Regions from separate parts of the Mus musculus genome. Here regions 1 and 2 are each linked to region 3. The links are chromatin contacts, called in public promoter capture Hi-C maps. All regions are on one chromosome and are shown on one strand. The core of a region is the stretch at or near the end of the contact, and the rest is flanking DNA. Distances in the headings are between cores, read along the strand shown. Region 1 holds the start of Zfp865 (zinc finger protein 865). Region 2 holds the start of Zfp787 (zinc finger protein 787). Region 3 holds the start of Gpi1 (glucose-6-phosphate isomerase 1).

Region 1 (3,592 bases), core at 173-2,672, about 29 Mb after region 3:
CACTGCTACTCTCCCACACCACATCGCCATGACCTCTGGACCTCTGGATCAGCTGTTCCCCAGATCTGTGAATGGCAAGATTAAATCTTGTGTTTAAGCATTCACATCGTAGCTCACCAGACTCTCAGAAAACCCACAGAGCAGCACTGTTTCTGATCTGCCTCTCAACTAGGCTGTAAGCACCCTGTAAAATGAGGGCTCGTTGCATCTCTCTCCTCTCTGAAACTGCAAGGCCTGGGTATAGAATGGCGGTGTTCATTCAGCGAAGAATAAAACCTATGGGAAAAGATGTAAGCAGAGCCAGGTCTTTCCTAGGAAGTTTGGGGACAATGTCAAGAGACTTGGCCAAAGATGGGGTCAAGAGCTGCTGATACTCCGGGAAGGAACATTCTCTGCTAACTTGCATTGTCCTGGGATTGCAGAAGCCAGGATGAGGGGAGGGGGGGGAAGTGGGCCAGGAGTGTTTCATGAGAATCTGATGCTAACCAGGCAGATGTTTCTCCCTAAACGGGTAAAAGGCCATGGTATTAAAAAACTCTGGAGGGAGCTGTCCCCCTGGGGGGGGGCGGGGGAGTTGAATTTGAAGAGGTCTTTTTGGGTCAGTTGCAGGAAAAGGTCCTTAAAACGCACTTTTAGCATGGGCCAGAATAGAAAATATTTTTTGCACCCACAAAGAGGGCATGGGGAGTGGGTTGTGTGTGGTCAGACATAGTAGGGGGCAACCCTAGTCACAAAGTACTAATGCTACACCCCCTGGAAGCAATCCTACAGTAGATAGGAACAGAGGGTTCAGGAGCAGCTACCCTGTAAGCACAGCCAAGCCGGTGGCAAGCAGAGGATCTCGTGGAGGAAGCTGATGAGGCGGCAGGGAAAGGATTCGTGGGGGGCCCTGGCACTTGAGAGGTTCTTTACTAATGAAATCGAGCTGTTAGCCATCCCACGGTATTAGGGGGCATCTACGGGTAAGATATCTGGAGTGATCTTGTAGGGGACTAGTGGTTGGGGATCCCCTGCCTCGGGCCCGGCAGTGAAGCACTGACATTCTTGGGGGGGGGGTGCGTTCTGGGGACTGCGGCAGGGCAGGGCGAGGCCCCCCGCCCCCGAGGAACCCGGGTCCCCGGGCCGCACACCCAGTCACTCACCGGCGCTGGGGTCTCCGCCGGGAGGAGGCTGAGGAGGCGGAGGAGGTGCCGCCGCTCCGGGGAGACCCGAGGGCCCAACCGGAAGTGCCGCCCCTTCCCCCTCAACTCCCCACCAGCCCCGCGCCTCCTGCCCGGAAGCGGAAGTCGCGCCCGTTCCCCCAAGCGCCGGCGTGGAGGATGGTGGCGGAGGAACGGGTAAGGGAAATTACGCCGGCACTAGACACGGGAGGGGAACAGCCAAGGCTGCTTCCGGTGGGCGAACGGGGCCTAGTGCGCATGCGCCCATTGCGCCCGCTTCTTCTTAGGGCACCACCCACAGGCTCCAGGCTTCCGGTTAGGACGCACCCTAGACTCGGGTCTCAAGCCAAAGCCTCGCTTCCTAGGCTGGACCACGCCCATCTCTGAACGTCCCGTTATAGGCCGGTCGGATTCCTTTTTCTGCACCTCCGATTAGTTTGTTCTATTCTTTCTTCGCTCCAAATCTCTACTTTTGGAACTCCAGCCTCTCAGACGGGTCACACCTACAAGCCACGCCCCCTTCTAAATCCTGCCCCTTACACAAAAAAGCTTTGTACAGCCTGTTGCATATAAGGGACATCGGTTTTCTTTTGTGTTGTTGTTGTTTTAAACCTTTTGATTTATTTCTTCTTTTGAGACAGAGCCTCCTCACACTGTGGTCAGGGTGGCCTTGAACTCCTTTTTTTTTTTTTTTTTTTTTTTTTTTGGTTTTTCGAGACAGGGTTTCTCTGTATAGCCCTGGCTGTCCTGGAACTCACTTTGTAGACCAGACTGGTCTCGAACTCAGAAATCCGCCTGCCATTGGATACCAAGTGCTGGGATTAAAGGCGTGCGCCACCACGCCGGGCTTCAGGGTGGCCTTGAACTCTTGTATAGGCTATAATGGCTTCAAACTTGCAGCAATACTACCAGAGCCTTCAGGAATTCTGGGATTATAGTGATGACTCTTTAATGACTTGTATGTAGTCCTGCCTCGCACCTTGAAAGCATTCCTTTAAAGTTAGTTGTTAGCAACCATTGGCATCAATTAGCTCAATGCTCTTTAACTCTTAACCCAGACTTACTGAATATAAAGCGTTGGGATGGATCTTAGGAATCCATTTGAATTGAAACACTTCTGATGCACTCTTAGATGAGAACCACAGCTTTGGCACACTTTACACTTAGCCACTCAGAGCTCTATAAATCTTTCTTAATTCAGCCCCATTACACTACAGACAGCTAAGCCTAATTCTATGCATCCAAGCTCTCCCTTGTTGTTTTTCTTCCCTCTCCATGGCCTGAATGGCAGTCACGTCTAACAGTTAAGCCTTGGCCTCTTTTTTTTCTTTTTGTTTTGTTTTTGTTTGTTTGTTTGTTTTTTCGAGACAGGGTTTCTCTGTGTAGCCCTGGCTGTCCTGGAACTCACTCTGTAGATCAGGCTGGCCTGGAACTCAAAAATCCGCCTATCTCTGCCTCCCAAGTGCTGGGATTGAAGGCTCAGCTTCGCAAGCCTCTATTAAAAGATCTCTTAACAACAACAATCTTGAACTCTGCTTCATTTTGAAAGTATTTCCTTTAAGCCCCACCCTTCATTTAAATACCATTCATTCCCTCTAAATTGCTTTCTGCCAGCCAAGCCTAAACTTCTTTGACCCTCAGACAAATTTTCAGCCTCCTCTTGGGTTGGGCAGCTCCAACCTAAGTTTTTACTGCACAAGTTTTGAACATCATCTCAGCCCTGCCTTCTCAAGCTCACACCCTTCTCTCTAAATGCTATTGAGATGGTCGATGCTGTTCACACTCCTCAAATCACACCCTCCAGCTGGCCATTGGCCCATACATCAAGCCCTCAACTTAGTTTTTCTTTCCAAATAAGAAGTTCTCTGGAAAAGAAATGGGAGCAAAAAGTGTCTATGGAGAATTTGGAAGAATTTAACTAGGATGGAGCCTTGACTCACGTTTGCATAGTAGGTCAAAATTTTTGTAGTACTTGTCTGGTGGAGGTCAGATTGGGCAAAGGCTTGTTCCAAGTCATTGGTTCTTTGGCACCAAGCTAGGGAGATGTGTGAGATGGGGTTGTCTCCAATCACGCACACACACCACTGTCAGGCAAGGTAATGGAGGAGCACTGAAAGGGACAGGCACCATGACTGAACACACAGTGGAAGTCAGTAGGCAGGGATTTATTTCCACAGCCCATGCCTCCCAGAGCTTCTCAGTCCACAGGAGGGTGCCCAATGGCACCAGGACCCAGAGGTTTAGGTCCCTGCTTTTGATCCCCTTCCATGGTGGGAATACCACCAGAAACAAGGGTGTCTTGGCCTTCTTGCCCGCGCCCAGCACCAGCTGAACCCCCTGCTGTAAACCCAGACAGGGGAGAAGTGGTGGAGGATATGGGCCAAGTAGGCTCCTTTCCTTCAGGACTCTCCTCCTGTACCCCTTCTTGAACA
Region 2 (3,910 bases), core at 843-3,342, about 28 Mb after region 3:
ATTGGCTGCGTGGGTAATAGTCTTTAACTTTGCTTTAGATTGAAATCGGGAAGAGTCAGCAAGCTCATAAAATTCATATGGATCATAGAACTCAGAGAGTTACAAGATTCAATAGCTATGGCCAGGAAAATGGCTCAGGTAGTAGAGTGTACTTGCTGCCAAGCTTGACAACCGGAGTTAGACTCCCAAGACTCACATGATAGAAGAGGACCAACCAACTCCTGATAGCTGTTCTCTGACCTTACATGCACATGCATGGACACACACACACACACACACACACACACACAGTGCCTGCAAACCCCAGAAATGGAAAAAAAAATAATCCCACACAAATCAGATACAAAAAGTGACTTGAGGATAGCTGGCTGGAGTTAGAGAAGGAGTACACCCTGAGCATCACGGTGGAGTCATAGTGGGAAAGGAGATAAGGAGATAGGAGGGGCAAAACAGAATTGCACATTTACTAGAGTTTAAACAAAAACAAAAACAAAAAAAGATAAAGTTTGGAGAGACAAGAGAAAGCCTGGGGTGCCCAGAGCCTTGGTTCCTTGTAGTTGTCACTGAAAGTGGCACAAAGCTGTTCCCGTTAGGGTTTCGTGGGTACTAGGTGAGTGTGTACCCCTGAGCCTTTGAGGCTCACCATGGAGAAAATATGTATCTTCAGATTACTTGGTTTAGCATTCTAAGAATTCCTCTGTGTGGCCCAGGACTCGGGATGGAACAGTAACTACCGTGGCTGTGTCTGATGCTGCCAGTTTGCCTTTTAGTTTTGTTAGCTTTGAGCCAGGAAGGGATAGTTAATTTTTTTTTTTTTTTTTTTTTTTACTGTCCTCCGTTTACTCTTTACCTTTGGGGCCATTTTAATACCCCTGCTGTGGGTTCGCCTTTAGCCTTTTGATCAGTTACAAGCAGCCTGTGATCTTTATCACCCGTTGAAAGGTCCTGGCTGGTTTATCTTTAATCTAACCACGGAAGTCCAGCGCTTGAACATGAATTACAGGCAGTTTGGACATTTTCCATTACAGGGCTCAGCATAGGCCTCCTCTTGAATTTTCTAACTCTCTACACATCCTTAACAGTCTGCTGAGCAAAGACTTCTGGAGCACCTTGCTAAGGAGATGGCTATGCTTTCCATTTTCTTAGCTTGTCCTCAGGTGTCATGTATCGTTTTGCCTGTGGGCTTTGCTTCTTTAGGCTGCCCAGGATTTTCTCTGGTGCAGGAGGAGTTTGTTTAAAAAGTCCATCCCTTACTTAGTCCAAGTGTCAGCAGCACCTGACGCCTGCTTTTGTAAAGGTAGTTACGTGATGATGATACCATTTGTCTCAGAGAAGCTGACATTGACTTTCAAGTTTCAAATTGTGCCTTGGAAGCAGATATCTGTAGAGGGTCCTTTCATTCCTTTTCTTCATCATCAGCATCCTCCAAACTGTGATGGACCTTTCTTCTAGGAGAGTAATAAGTCATAAACACTTAATTTGGAGCCCTACTCTGAAGGTTCGAGGTCATTCTTGCTATGTCACTTAGTAAGGTAATGTGACCTCTGGTTCTCTGCAAAACAGGCCGATTTCAAGATGAGGTCGTCCCAAAATGCAACCCGCACCGGAGGCTCGAGCGGAAACATTTTGGGGAAAAACTCCAGATCTCGTGAACCGAATTTTTTCTTGAGACCGGCGTTGGCCTGGAAGCGCCCCGGGGCGGAAGGGGTTACGATGATAGAGACGACAGGAGGACTGGAGTAGTGGGAGCGTCGCCGCGGGCAGCTCACCGCGCAGGCGCGAGCGACGAGGCTGGGTTGGGGGCCGCCCCGACACCCGGAAGTGTGCGCCTAACGGGTCGAGCCCAGCCTTCTGTCCGGGGAGGGGGCGGGGCCCGAGCCCCTCGGAGCGAGGCGCCATAGAGCAAAACGGAGGACCTGGGTCCTAGATAATTCCGGAAGTAGCGTCCCGAGGCGCCTTTCCGTACCATAGAGCCGGAGGGGGTAGCGGTCAGGGGTCCTGGAGCTCCTCTGCCTAGAGTGGCGAGGTAGCGGTGGCGGCCTGGGAGGGGGAGGAGAGGGAGAGGCGCGAGCGGAAGCGGCCGGGAAGGTCACTTCCGGCCTGGGCGCCCGTCCCCCTGACCCCAGGGTCTGAGTCGCCGCTGCCGCCGCTGCCACCATCCGCGAGGCAGGCGAGAGGAAGAGTGCGGCGTGACGGCCCCGGGGCCGCGGAGGTGAGGGCGGCCGCGGGCTCAGGGGGGCGTGCGCCGAGTGGCTGGGATGAGAGCGCGTCGGGAAGCTGGGCTTCGGACGGGGGTGGGTGGGGAGGCGGGAGGGCGAGCGCGGCAGAGCGGACTAGTGCGCGTGCGTGTCGTGTTAGGGGTGTGTGTGGGGGGGGTGGGCGTGAGCGGGCGCGCGGCCGGGGAGTTCGCGCGCGCGCGCGGGAGAGATTGGCGCCGCGGCCTGGGACAATGCGCGTGCGCTACTCCGGCGGCAGTGCTGGGCCGGCAGGCACCTGGGTTATCCAACCGGTGGGGTCCGGGCCACCCGGACTGGACTTGCAGCCGGTCATGGCCGGAAGTGCCAGGGACTTGTTGCGGGGGCGAGGCTTGATGTGGGGAGAGACCCCGCCGCCTGGATTGGGCTGACCGGAAACGGCGGCCCATGGTCAGTCTCGGCCCAAGTTCTCCCAAGTCCTCTCCTTCCTCAAATCGAGTCGCCTGGCCCGTTGCTGCCTCGGGGGCCATGCGCTGGCCTTTGATCCAGCGAGTAATTACGGGATGCAGGTGGCGGGAGGCTCATTCATCTATTTCCCCCGCGCGTGCTGACCGGCGGCAGGAAACACGTCCTGGGAGGGGAAGCGCCAGGCCAAGGTCAGCACCGTGTGGGTCGTCCTGGGCCGCCTGGACTGTTGCCTTCCTCCCCTGGGCGGACACAGGGCTGGGTCCAGCGCGGAGCCCCGCCCCTTAGCAGACCTCCCGCCTCCACCTCCAATCTGTACAAGAGTTAGGTCATAGGGTGACCCCCAAGCCCCGGGAATGTGTGCCCCAGCACTTACAAAAGGTCAGTCGGAAAAGTGATCCACAGACGAAGAAGTGAGTGGGGAGTGAACTGACACCTGTCTTAACACCAGGATAGGAAAATGAACATGAACTGGGGTTGGAAAGCAGGAGCTGAGACCTGACCCAGGACGACCTTAGGCGTTATTGCCCAGGTCGTTATTAAAAACGCAGACCTGATGGGTTCCCCCAACCCCTTAATTTCTGATTCAGGCTCCATGTTTGGCGTTGTTGAGAATCTAGCTGAGATCTGGCCTCTGCTCTGGGGAAAGCTTTAAGCCTCTTGGGTCAAGTGCAGGTAACTTTCCCCTCCTGCTTCTCTGGAGTCACTGAGTGCTGTGCTGCCATGGCCCAGAGAACTTTCACATTAGATTCTGACTTGGTTTATCTCATGTGTTCTCCATCTGAGCAGAGAAGGGTATATCCTCAGGCTTGGCCCATGGTGAAATTCAAGAATGATTTGCAGCTACTGGGAATATTGCCCACGAGCTCTGAAGCTCAATTCCTCGCTTCAGCTCCTAAGTTCTGCAGCCATAGATAAGAAATTTCATGCCATTCCTCACGAGGACACAATAGAGGTGTTAAAGTGATACACCCAGAGCAAGGGTTTTCATACTTTTGCTTTCAGGCAAAAGTTCAAAAAGTCTCTGGAGCCAGCTCCTGAGTTCCAATTTTGGCTCGTTTATGGTTCCGTGACCTTGGATGTGTCACTTCCCCCTTTCCCAGGCTGTTTCCACTACTTAATTGTTACACTGTTACAGTTCCCTGACTATGCCCAGTCCATCAAGACTACAAACTCCACTAACCCCAGGGCATTGAATTTCACTGGTGGGGATGTGGGTTGGAGGGCTGTTCTCAAGGTTTCCATGGGCC
Region 3 (3,536 bases), core at 199-2,698:
CCCGCAGTCCCCCGCAAACACTTCACCTCACCTACTCGTCCTCATTTGAAGTCTCCCTTGTCCCTCGGACTTGTGGATAAGAATCCAGTTTTTCTAGGAAGTTGGATCCTAAAGTGCATATCTTGCCCTTTCTCTCTAGGCGATTATGGATCCCTCACTCATTCCATCCTCTATGTCCGTCTCCTCCTGCTTGACTGAAGCTCCCTCCCTCAGGACCTGCTTTAGCTCACTGAGCTAACTGATCCATTAGGCAGTGTGTCAGATAAAGTCCCTGCTCCATGTGGACTTGTTCAGTGGCTCCTCATCTCTAAACAGAAATCAAAATTCTCACAATGATTTGTAAGCCACTGGGTGAATTCCCTTCTCTAATGTCACCTCTATGACTTCTTCCCCTAATCTGCTCCACTCCAGCCACATGTGTCTTCTGTTTGTGGGACATCTATGGGTGCTGTTTGTGGGACATCTATGGGTGCTCTTGTCTCAGACTTTGCAGTGTCTTTTCCCTTTGACTGAACACTTTCCTTCCAGGTAGCCAACTGGCTCATTTCTTCCCCTTCATGCTTTTACTCAAATATAATAAAGAGTGAATTTTTTTTTCTTAACCATTTAGTTAAAGGAAATGCTTATTTCCAACCTGCCTTTAAATATATATACATATAATTTCATTTTTATTGTGTGGTGGATATTTTATTAATTATGTGTGGGAGTGGACATACAATTTTTATTATGTGTGTGGGGTGGGTATATAATTTTAGCATTAATTATGTGTGGGGTGGGTATGAGCATAAGGATGCAAGTGCCATTGGTATTCCCATTGGTTGCAGCGGGAGTTACAGGCAGTTATGAGTACTGGGAACCCAATTCAGGTCCTCTGCAAGGGAACTATGTGTTCTTAACCACAGTTTCATCTCTGGGGCTTCATCCAGTTTGCCTCTTCTCAGGAGCACTTGCCAGCTCTGAAATCCCATAAATTCTATTTACTTATTTGGCTTACGTACCCACAACACTTGCTTTAGTACCTCTAACCAGGAAGGCATTCCATAAAGTTCTGCTAAATTGGGCTCAGCCGGTAAGAGCACTCAACTACTCTTCCGAAGGTCCTGAGTTCAAATCCCAGCAAACACATCCGTAAGGAGATCCGACTCCTTCTTCTGGAGTGTCTGAAGACAGCTAGAGTGTACTTACATATAGTAAATAAATTCTTTAAAAAAAAAAAGTTCTGCTGAATTGAATACATGAATGAATGAAAGAAGCAAGCGGATCTGGCACGAGAAACTCCGCCTCTGCCCTTCAAGTCACTTCCGAACAGAAGCCAGCCAAGGTTCATCGCAAGTGGCCACACTTGTGTTACAGAGAGGCCAGCAGAGGCCCCCAGATCTACAGCTGCCGGCAAGGTCGCCTAGCGGACGCGGAGGACAGAGGTGGGGCGGGGCCGGAGGCGGGGCGGGGTCGGACGCCTGCGCCATAAAGCCCGCTGCGCGCACTGGTACCGACTTGCCGCGCGCCGCCGCTCCTCTTTCCTTCCTCTTCCGAGCACGTCCTGCTCCGTGTACCTCTCGGGTCCCTCGCCATGGCTGCGCTCACCCGGAACCCGCAGTTCCAGAAGCTCCTGGAGTGGCACCGCGCGAACTCTGCCAACCTCAAGCTGCGCGAACTTTTTGAGGCGGATCCGGAGCGCTTCAACAACTTCAGGTGCACGCACGGGGTCGGGGCTCCCGTGACCCCCCCCCCCCCAGCAGCCCTGCAGGGCCCAGGCCGGGGCCGCACTTTGTCCTTGATGCCTCCTTGGAGTGGGTTTTGGGACCCGCGTGCTAGCCAGAGGGCCGAGGCTGCTTAGTCATTAGGAGGAATCGGCTCCTCCTTGGGGATCCCTTCGCCCCCGCCTCTCAGTCTCAGCCATTTGAGTAGGGATTTCTAACCACCCATGAGGAGGAGCAGCCGCTGCTGGCTCGACAGGCACGAGAGAGCTGTCCCCTCCCACCTGCTCCTAGTGGGCTTTGGTCAGACAGGGTGGGTAAGGCTGAGATTTCCTGGGAGCCACGGTGTAAAAATAGAGCGGCGGAGGCAGGATGCAGAGGCCAGAGAGACTTGTGAGCGACTGCGAAATAGAAGGGAGGGTGGAAGAAATCGTACATGTGATGCATCTTCGTGCCTTGTCACTGATGCCAGGAGGCGAGGGACCTGGGATGACCACCTGTGGTTCCTCACTGGACGTCCCTGATACCTCTCCCTGGGTGTTTCCTTGTAAGTTTGAGATGTGGAGCTTGAAGGGGGAAGTTCTGCCCAGGATCTGTCTACATCTTCTTTCTGTGGCGTGGCTTCCTACACTACTTAACACTGCTACAGGTCAGCCTTTGTGGCCAGGCACTGCCGCTGGGGTGTGACCAGCAGCGTCTCCATCTTTCTGCAGCTTGAACCTCAACACCAACCATGGGCATATTCTGGTGGACTACTCCAAGAACCTTGTGAACAAGGAGGTGATGCAGATGCTGGTGGAGCTGGTAATGTTCTGACTGGGGAGTTGTGATCTCTGGGTTGGGTTGTGGGTGGGGGCTGCGCTTTGTTTTGGGTTCTAGGTCCCGGTGTGGAGTTGGTATCCCAGGGATCTCCAGGCCCCCTGCTGATTGAGCAGACTCTTTGAAGATGCTGGAAAAGGAATCTGTCTATGAAGAACATCTGTCAGCCTCAAGGGGGGGGGGGAGTGGGGGGGGAGGGGGGCTGGACTTGTGATAGGTGATGAGGATGGGGGATGGGATACAAGACCTCAGCAGTGGCTTCTCTCCCTAGGCCAAGTCCAGAGGCGTGGAGGCTGCACGGGACAACATGTTCAGTGGTTCCAAGATCAACTACACCGAGGTAAGCAGTTACACCCGCCGCCCCCCCCCCCTCTTCCTCCTCTTTGCCGACCGTTATCAGCATCGCCCTGTGTCTTCACCCTTGCTCTTAAGCAATGCTTTTGCCTCACGAAGGTGCTAAAGGCTTTTCTTTGGGGGCAAGAGAGGTTGCAGAGCTTTGGGGTGTGATTTCTCTGAGACTGGCAGCCTGGACTTGGCAATCAAATTGGCACAGTTCCTGGTGTCCAGGGAGGGGCACAACCCAAGCCTGAAGGGAGGGATTTGCTTAAGGCTGGCTGAGACATGGCTGAGACATTTTCTTGGACAACTTCAACCTTGATACTCTGATGGATCCTTGCTACAGGTTGTTCTAGTGACAAGAAAAATCATGTCACCAAAGCCCTTAGTTTCTTTGACAGTGGAATGAATAAGAGGTGAGAGTATGACAGCGGTTGGGAAACCCTGGCCCTGACTTGGTGGGGAAGCCTGCAGGCATAGGAGACACTCTGCACTGAGAATTCTCAGTGTTGATATTTTTTTCCTTTTAATTATGAGTGTGTGGGTGTGTGTACATAAGTACAGGTGCCTACAGAGCTGTCAGATTCTCCCGGAACTTCAGTTAGAGATGGTTGGGAGCCACCCAGTGTGTGTACTGGGAATCCAACCCCGGCTTTTTAGAAGAGTATTTTGGTTGGTTGGTTG

What was found. Promoter capture Hi-C pulls out the DNA fragments that hold promoters and counts their contacts.
Region 1: a contact with region 3 is called in a promoter capture Hi-C map of second pharyngeal arch cranial neural crest. The contact joins the promoter of Zfp865 here to the promoter of Gpi1 in region 3. A contact is called at or near these places in 3 of 39 promoter capture datasets (the C10 cell line, cranial neural crest and second pharyngeal arch cranial neural crest).
Region 2: a contact with region 3 is called in a promoter capture Hi-C map of pre-B cells. The contact joins the promoter of Zfp787 here to the promoter of Gpi1 in region 3. A contact is called at or near these places in 3 of 39 promoter capture datasets (cranial neural crest, frontonasal cranial neural crest and pre-B cells).

What each region holds. Positions count from the first base shown.
Region 1 is chr7:5,018,206-5,021,797 of GRCm38.p6, reverse strand. Zfp865 (zinc finger protein 865) reads right to left here and starts at 1,422. Exons shown (of 3, transcript NM_001290426.1): 1 at 1,143-1,422. Zfp524 (zinc finger protein 524) reads right to left here. Exons shown (of 2, transcript NM_025324.2): 2 at 3,310-3,592. The coding sequence ends at 3,358.
Region 2 is chr7:6,154,147-6,158,056 of GRCm38.p6, reverse strand. It overlaps Zfp787 (zinc finger protein 787), which reads left to right and starts at 2,092. Exons shown (of 3, transcript NM_001013012.2): 1 at 2,092-2,212. It overlaps Gm36371 (a long non-coding RNA gene), which reads right to left and starts at 838. Exons shown (of 2, transcript XR_391130.2): 1 at 1-838.
Region 3 is chr7:34,228,248-34,231,783 of GRCm38.p6, reverse strand. Gpi1 (glucose-6-phosphate isomerase 1) reads left to right here and starts at 1,448. Exons shown (of 18, transcript NM_008155.4): 1 at 1,448-1,692; 2 at 2,411-2,501; 3 at 2,788-2,856. The coding sequence starts at 1,571. It overlaps Gm12762 (a long non-coding RNA gene), which reads left to right. Exons shown (of 2, transcript XR_881947.3): 2 at 1-602.